Linked DNA regions of Zea mays: all the other regions are linked to region 1. Evidence: chromatin contacts called from public Hi-C data. All regions are on one chromosome and are shown on one strand. Each heading gives the region's core, a stretch centred on a gene start, on an enhancer-like site or on the middle of the called end of the contact. The rest is flanking DNA. Distances are from core to core; before and after follow the strand shown.

What was found. Hi-C and Micro-C count contacts between places; a contact is called where the count stands out from the background.
Region 2: a contact with region 1 is called in a Hi-C map of leaf, with 2.9 times the contacts expected there. The contact joins the enhancer-like site here to the promoter of LOC732827 in region 1. A contact is called at or near these places in 2 of 25 Hi-C or Micro-C datasets (ear and leaf).
Region 3: a contact with region 1 is called in a Hi-C map of ear, with 2.1 times the contacts expected there. The contact joins the promoter of LOC103653308 here to the promoter of LOC732827 in region 1. A contact is called at or near these places in 2 of 25 Hi-C or Micro-C datasets (ear and leaf).

The regions. Positions count from the first base shown.
Region 1 is chr4:62,275,416-62,278,309 of Zm-B73-REFERENCE-NAM-5.0, reverse strand. It overlaps LOC732827 (wound responsive protein-like), which reads left to right and starts at 1,364. Exons shown (of 11, transcript NM_001112438.2): 1 at 1,364-1,566; 2 at 2,373-2,657. The coding sequence starts at 2,381.
Region 2 is chr4:62,581,915-62,584,614 of Zm-B73-REFERENCE-NAM-5.0, reverse strand. No RefSeq gene overlaps it. Among protein-coding and RNA genes, the nearest start is that of LOC118476908, 51 kb to the left of the region's middle. Within about 2 kb of position 1,429, at least 12 of the 20 cell types and tissues checked have an H3K27ac peak or open chromatin away from gene starts, as enhancers often do. A contact at or near this core is called in ear and leaf, where this site is marked.
Region 3 is chr4:62,683,441-62,686,281 of Zm-B73-REFERENCE-NAM-5.0, reverse strand. It overlaps LOC103653308 (QWRF motif-containing protein 4), which reads left to right and starts at 1,553. Exons shown (of 6, transcript XM_008680245.3): 1 at 1,553-2,841. The coding sequence starts at 1,856.

The DNA of each region.
Region 1 (2,894 bases), core at 115-2,614:
GACCAGGCCATCCTGCAGGCGACGTGCCTGTCCATTCCGTTGGCAGGCAGTACACTCGTGCTGCGGCATACACTATGCTCATCATCACTCGCGCGTTACCGAGGAGGCAGCGCAGGGTATCAATACTATATGCACTACAGACATTATGGCGCTCGGAGATCACCCTGGCGTTACATGTAGTAGTTACTTCCTTCCATTTTGCCTCTGGGCCCACATGTCGGGGCTCAGTATACTTGTACGTGCCCCCCTTGAGCTATAAAAGGGATAGCACACGACGTTACAAGGCAGACCCAACTTAGGCTCAAGCTCACTTAGACACTCAGTCTCACAAGTTCATACAAGCTCTCAAGCTCAATACAACACACAGTGGAGTAGGGTATTACGCTCCAGCGGCCCGAACCACTTTAAACCCTTGTGTGTTCTTGTGTTCTTCCCGATTCCATCTAGCAGGCAAAACGCTTAGGCCCCTCCTCATCTAAGGATTTAGGCGGGTGCATTCCGCCACCCGGTCGGAGAATTTCCTCTCCGACAGTGATGTTGAACTATATGTGAATGTGTTTTGTGGTTGTGAATATCATTTTTGTAAATGTAAATGTGTGTTGCAAATGGGAATGTGAATGTGTGAATGTGGATCTGTATGAATCTGGATGAATTGTATGAATTAACAAAAAAAAAGCGCGGAGAATTTTTATCTCCCTAGAACTTATTATTTCCGACGGCTTAAATGTGGTCGTTAGACTTAAAGAGTTGTTACTTCCGACGACTAACTGGAAGTGGTCGGACTTGAATGCATTATGTCCAACGGCTTCGTGGTGACCATAGGAATGTAGGATATAAGATAGATGGGGTCCACCGGACGTCGTCAACAGAGTTATGCGGGTTAACTATAGAAGGCCACTAACTGTCGCCATCGAAAATAATCTTATTTTTGACCGTTTAAAATCGGTGAGTCATTACCATTGAAAATAAGGTCTAAGATGTTGAAAATAAGTTATGTCTGACGGGTTAGACCTTATTTTCAATAACAATAACCGTCAGAAGTTTATAGGTTATTGTAGTCTTTGTTAGTTTGACAGATTATAAATCTGACATATCTTACTGTCTATCTATATCTCTTAGACTATCTGTAGTAGTTTATCTAAAGTTTATCAAAAAATACTATTTGTTACTGTTCTGTATTGTATACTGTAGTGTTGGTGGAGTTGAGTTTGAATATGGATAACAACGTACGGTTAATTTGTGCCGGAGAGACTATTTGGTAGCGATTGCTCGCCCACCCCTTCTATTCCACTCTCTTCTAGATAATAATAATAAAGCGAAAGGTTATCCCACCTCTTTTCTATTCTTTTTTCCGCCCGAAGACAACGTAACAAACCAACGATAATCCTCCCTCTTGCTACAAAAAAGGAAAAAAAAACATCAATAATAATCCACTGCGGTCGCTCGTCCTCCTCCCAACCTCCTCCCAAGTTGCCTCGTGCTCTGCTTCTTCGGTTTTCAGGAGCGTCGGCCATTGCTGCTGGAAAAGCAGACCATTGGGACTCCCTCGTGCGTTTTCCAAATCAGGTTCGTTCTTGACGCGGTCTGCGATCCGATTGTTTCGGCTCCCTTGCACACCATTGGGACTCGTTACCCATCTCGTGGACTCTTCTGTTTCTTCTCCTTTTCTCCCCCCGTTTATTGGACCAGCGGCGGCTTGCTCCTCTTCGTGTAACGGGATTTGGTTTTCTGCGGATGAGTGTTTATTGTTCGATGCGGAGCTTCGATCTGGATTCGTGCTTGTCCTCTTGGTCTCTGCTCGCTTTGTAATGCTTGGGTACGGTGCGCTGAAGGTGTTTGGGGGGTATGATTGTTGTTGCACCTGAATAACTGAGGTGGGTGTGGCGCGAACTTGGGGGTGTCTTCTCTTTGGCGATCAGTGCAATCGAATGGTCAGTTGAGTTAGATAGTTTTTACATCGGCGTTGATGGACTTGCATAATTATGTGCGAATCATGGGATCATTAACTTGGTATAAGGGGACGATCAGTGATATGTGAAGCTGTCATGTTTAGGTGCTTGATTCAGCAAAGTGGTTAGGCATCCGACGCTACGTTTTGGGGATTGAGATGCAAAATAAAGTTCAGCACTTAACTATGGATCAAGGGTTGTAGAGCGCAACCCAGCTCTTCTGAATCCAAACTGTAGGTTGATACGTCGGTGCCATGAAACTGAAAACCGATAGTTGTGGCATAGGCTCAGGGCAAGAATCATTTTTTTTTTCATTTTCTGACTTTTCCGTAACTATAGGTCACACGATGATTATTTTCTCCGCGACATTATCCGGGTATTACCGTGACAGATATTTTTATTGGCTCCATTTCTGCCATGTAGTCAGGTTGATGGCGATGGAGGGACCAGTTTTATGCCGCCCTGCAATGCAAGCCAAATCGCCTGCTGCTGCGCTGGTCAACAACTCCCTGACCAGATTCGGGCAGCTTGGGACCATTTCAAAATACAGGAACGTTTCAAGATTCATTTCTCCCATCTCTCAGCCATCTACGAAGAACATAGGTCCATGCTGTAGCTTCAGCTCGTCTTCTGATGGCAATGGATACATGGCTGGAAACTTTAGCGACAGTGATGAAGATTATGTTAATTCTACTGTGCTAGAAGCAGGTAATTCTTCACACAAGGTGGTCAGCTTTTATATGGAGAATGCCGTGCTACATTCAAGTTTTAATTAGGCTTTATTTATTTGCTTTTCTGGACTTGATTTTCCTATCTCATCAGTTGCTTGACTTTCTATGTTCCACTTGTTTATCACAAGTATCTTACTACGTGAATGAAAAATCTGAATGGTTTCCATTGCAGGTTTGTAATTTATCTTATAACTGTACTGATATTGTGCCTCTG
Region 2 (2,700 bases), core at 180-2,679, 310 kb before region 1:
GGCTGTGTAGAGAATCTGAGTATCATTAAGATTACGTGCGGAGGAAGATAAAGATATCCATATGACTCAGGATCTAGAAAGTGACAGATTCTTACTATTGCAACGACTGAACCGATTATGTGTTTATGTTGATTTTGAATGGTTTGTACCCTAACGAATTTTATAGAAGCTGACTGAAAAGCTGAGCGTTTGGCAGTCCGTAGCAGCTTTTGGTGGCCAGAAGCTGCAAGAAGCTGAAACAAACAGGGGCATTGTAAGTTGCCTCAGGACGGGCATGCAGTCAGTCGCCCCACCACCGCGGAGCGGCATGGACTAATGTGAAAAAAAGTTACATACATGTCCCTGCAGTGCAGCCCCTGTTGGACGACCTGCTATTTTTTTTTGGCTGCGGGGCATGGTTTTAAGATTTCAGATATTTTTAAAATATATAAAAAAAGCTACCATGAGGATGGATCGAGGGAGTCGCTGTTGAACGTTCATGGTGGACCGAGGCAGGCCTTTGTTGTTGGGACTTAGGGCATGTTTGATTTACTGCCTAACTTACCACACTTTTTCTAATTTTTTTTTTGTTTAAAGTTAGTTTTTCAATTCGAACGATTAATTTTAGGCAAAGTATAGCACAGTTAATTCTTTCGTCAAGATTGAAAATGACAACGAACTGCTACTAGTTTTTTTGGGCCAATATTTCAGGACATTCCTGCGCTATCTTGCTTTGCTTTAATAAGTCGACCGATTTTGCGTCACAGCTGACGACTTCATCAACACGAAGGATTCGGTAGTGTCGACGGCCGCGTCATCCTTGTTTCGACCGTCTTGTACGAACGCACTAATGGACTGTTTAGTTCGCGACTAATTGTGCCACACTTTGCCTAAGTTTAGTCGTCCAAATTGAAGAACTAACCTTAGTCAAAAAAGTTAGGCAAAATATGTAAAGTTAGGTAGTAAACCAAACAAGCCTTTAAGTCTGGCAGTGTACCACAAATTTTCCAGCTGTCCACCTGGTTGAACTTTACAAATTAGATGATGGCTAAAGTGAGAGAGACAATATCCATGTGTTACTGATTAATACATCCCATTCATAAATATACGATACCGTTGATTTTTTCGAAAACATTGATCGGTTATCTTATTTAAAATATTTATTTAAAAATATAAAAATTTTAAGTCAAGTATAAACAAACTATCTTAAGTGATAAAACAAATAAAAATAATAATATATTATTTTTAATAAGAAGAGTGGTTAAAGGTTTTTAAAAAAATTTAATGGTATTATATATTCACGATCGCCAATATCAAATTTCAATCCGACGCAATATGCGGAGATACAAATTGCCACTCACATGATGACGGCCGCCACGTACGTACCGCAGGGGCACGTGTGGCGTGGCTAGGTGTGCGACTACGCGTACGCGCTCCCACGCGCGCGCGCGCCCTCAAGCCCAACAGGCGCGCGGGCATGGCGGCTCCTGATGTCCCTGCGGCTGTCTTGTAGTCGTAGTACTGCCACTGCAAGCTCGCAGTCAACGTCTCCGTACATCTCCGTGTGCGCCGCTAATCTCGCGCGCGGCCCCCCTGCTCTTATTCTGGGACCTGCTGTCGGCCGCGCCAGCCTCCACCGTGGGCACGCAGGCGCCAGGCAGAGGCAGGGACCTCGTCGACCGCTCAAGATGGCGCCGCTCCGGGAGACATGATGGTGCTCTCGCTTCGGGCGGCGGCCATGTCGGCAGGCGGCGTGGCTCGCATGCTGATTTGTCTGCGCGCAGCTGTGGCTGGTTGCTGATTGGTCAAAGCATCAAAGGGAACGGCCTGGCATGTTAGTAGATCTTGCTCGCATGATCGCATCAGGGAGATCAAGTGATGAACAAGCTCATGCTTAATTTAACTGATGAAGAGGCCTCAAGTGCGCTGGCGGCGGCTGATTGGTGTCCTTATCTATCATTGGTGTCCTTATCTATCATCGTTGAAGAAAAATGCTTAAACAACGTTTTTTTAAGAGGATTGCATTTTTTTACCCAGCATGTTGACAACTAAAAGTGATAAGGGCTTAAGAAAAACTCTGTGATAATCTTCCTAGCGTTGAAACAATGAAGAAAAGCATTTGGAACATTAGAGCATCTCCAAAAGGCGCCTTAAAATCTTTCTTACACTGAAATTTTATGGAAAAAAAAAAGAAAATTCAAGCCTCCAACGCGTCCCTTAAACCACTCCCATCTTGCTGAATGGGATTGATCACAGCATGTCTATGGGTTTGAGCAGTCCACTCGAGGAGCAGGAATCACTAAATGTGGGCACAGGTAGGAGCACAAAAGGAAACAAAGAAAAGGTTGAAGAATTTTAACGACAAGGAGGATTTGTTACTTGTGAGTGCTTGGTTGAACATCAGTACCGATCCGATTGAAGGCAGAAATCAAAAGCGTTCTGCTTATTGGGCTAGGATATATGATTTCTTCCATGTCGAGAACGAAGGAAATCATACTGGATCGAAGCCAAAATTCACTTATGCGTCGATGGTTCACTATCCAAGAGTCCGTGAATAAGTTCTGTGGTTGCGGATTGAGGGTAGAAATGAAAGTGGAAAGACATTTGAAAACAAGGTAATTCATTATGTACTAAATCTTGTTTTTAATATGCATGACAGGAACTAATACCTCAATATGTGCAGCTCGCTGATGCATGCACTTTGTACAAGGCAGATGGATA
Region 3 (2,841 bases), core at 304-2,803, 410 kb before region 1:
CCGACGAGCGACGATCGATCCGAGTCCGAGCGGAGGCGCCGAGGCGGAGAGCCGGAGACCGCAGACCGGAGGCGGAGATGGAGACCGGAGCGCTTAGCGGAGGCGGAGGCCGGAGGGAACGAGGGAGAGGGGAGCTCGCCGGACGCCGCCGAATCGCCCGCGGGCCGCGGCTGAGCGAGAGCGAGTTAGGGTTTGAGCGAGAGCGAGAGCGGGTGAGCGAGTGAGCGACTGAGCGGCCGCGGCTGGGGAGTGGGGACTGGGAAGTGGGGGCCGGGGGCGGGTTACACTGCTGGCCGGCTGCTGGGTGGGCCGTGCCGGCGCCGTGCCAGCCCAATTTACCGTGCCGTGCCTGGGCCGACCCTACGGGCCCAAGTGGTGGCCCAGGCACGGCACTAAGAACGGGCCGTGCCCGGCACTGGCACTAAAAGGTCCGTGCCGTGCCGTGCCAGTGCCGTGCTTTTTAGTGCCGTGCCAGTGCCGGCCCGTCGTGTTAGTGCCATTTGGCCAACTATATGCCGACCAATTCAAGCCGTGTTCCTCGCTTCGCTTCGCATGGCGTCCTCTTCGCGCTGCTGTGCTGTACCAAGCCAGTAACCGTATCGTACCGTACGGCGCCTTTACATCGAATCCTTTGCGCCCAAGTCAAGCGTCCCTTTCCGTGCGATTGGGCATTTTGATTCACCGTGGGGGTGCGTCCAGGTTGATAGCGCCGGTCGCTTCAGATCCAGAAACGCGCGCATGGTGTGGCGGCGCGCTGGACTTGGAGAACGGCTCAACTCGAAGCCAATTTGGCTACATTTTTATAATACTAGTTTATTTATCGTGGGCCGCTGCTACCAACGTGCCGGTAACTCTTCATGTCTATCTATCTTGCTTGTTTCTTGGACTATTTTTCAGCTATATATGTTTCCTCCGGTTTTTTTTTTCTAAACCACGGAGGCTTGGATTTTGTGGGCTTGTCTCATTGTCTGCGTAGAACCAACAATGCTGAAGTGTTACTGAACCATCCATGTGTTCCCCTGCTGCTTCGAAGCTGTATATTATTACTACCGCTCCATCATGTGTCGCTGTCGGCCGCAAAGATTTCCATGATGGATTCCATCATCCATGCAGGTAGCCGGTAGCGTCGTCGCAGCCGGCGAGTATGAGCAGCAGGAAACGCCGCGCTTGATTCCGTCCGTCCGAGCTAGCACACTAGCAGTACCTTCAGTCACGGGAAATTCACACGGCAGTGCATGTGTCCACTGCCCTCCATCTCGCCATGGCTGTGACCTGTGAGCCCCACGTTGCGCTAGCTAGAGAGCCTTCTTCTTCTTCCCCCAGGGGACCGTTGCGGACCAGTCCACGGCATGACGGCAACGGCATCCCCGTGACGAGAGCGACTCGTTACAGTAGCAACAAACCGGCCGGAGGGTTTCCTAACCCATAGGCCATAGCCGAATGCGCGCGCGCGCGTGACCGCGGCACTTGGCTGTCGCCATCGGGCATGCACCGGCCGCCGGTGGCCAGAGCGTGCGCCGTCGTCGCTGTAGCGCTCGCTTCCCCGAGTGGGGGGTCCGGGTCCGGGTTCTTGGCCCCGCTCGCGACGTGGTGTGGTGGGGGACTGGGTTTTGCTCCTTCTCTAGTCCGTCCGAGATGGTTAACGCTAGCTTCTATCTTGGCTGATTATCCCGGTGGTTGGATCCGTGTCTCTGTCTTTTCCGGTAGTCCCCGCGTGGCGTGGCCTTGCCGTGGCACTGGCAGTGGCGGACGGGCGCGCGTACCTTGATGAGAGCCACACCGATGTGGGTGGTGCGTGCTACTACTGCTGCCTCTCTGGCGCGCGGCTATTCCATTCTCCTTCGTCGTCATCGTCATGGAATCCATCATGAAGGCTGAGCGGAGCAAGGCTGCTGCTGCCGCACAGAGGCGGCCGCTGGCGCCGTCCGAGAAGAACAATGCAGCAGCCCCCGCCGGTCGGAGAACAGAGAGCCCTTCGAGGTTCAAGCCCGTGTCGGTGTCGCCGGCGGCTCCTGCAGCGAGGCGGTGCGGTTCTCCGAGCCCCGGCCCCGCCTCTGCGGACGGCGGCTCGGCGACGTGCAACGGAGCGCGGTCGGCTGCCGCGCCTTCTCCTGCGCCGTCCTCTCGGCTGAAGCCCTCGGCCGCGGCGAGGTCCGCGTCTGCCGTGTCTCCACGTGACGCGGCCGCCGATGGACACGGCACTCCACCCCGTGCAAGGAAGGGCAAAGACTCCGACCGCCCGTGGGCGTCGGCGCGGAGCTCGTGCTCGTCTCCCCTGCTTCGACCAGAGGCAGAGCACGGGCAGTCCCCTGCCACTGCCAGTAAGGTAGACAGGCTAGTCCGTGGCCTACCTTCAGAGCCGGTGGTCAGACTGAGGCCAGGAGCTGTGGCTGAGAGGAAGACGAGCACGAGCCCTCGACCTCGTGGAAGGAGCACGAGCAAGAACAACACCGGCGACCAAAGCCAACACGAGAATGCTCGCCCTCCGGAGTCCCCTGCCAACAGTGTCGCCCTCGCCGATAAACACTGGTGGCCGGGGATGATGGCTGGCCTCTCTTCGACAACCGCCGCTTCTGCGGAAAAGGCTAGCAGGTCTGACGCCTCTTCGTCATCAGATGCTTCAGCAGGACGTTCTCCTCCAAGGAGGACGCGTCCATGTGAAGGCGCAGCAACCGGCAAGAGCGTGAAGCGGGGACCATCGAACGAGACGGCGCAGATCGTTCACCGGAGAAGGAAAGACAAGGCGGCGGACTCCAGCAGCGACGCCTCCTCGCAGATGTCGGAGAGCTCTAAACCCACCTGCCGCCCGATCAAGCAGGCCGTTTCTCTGCCCGTTCCAGC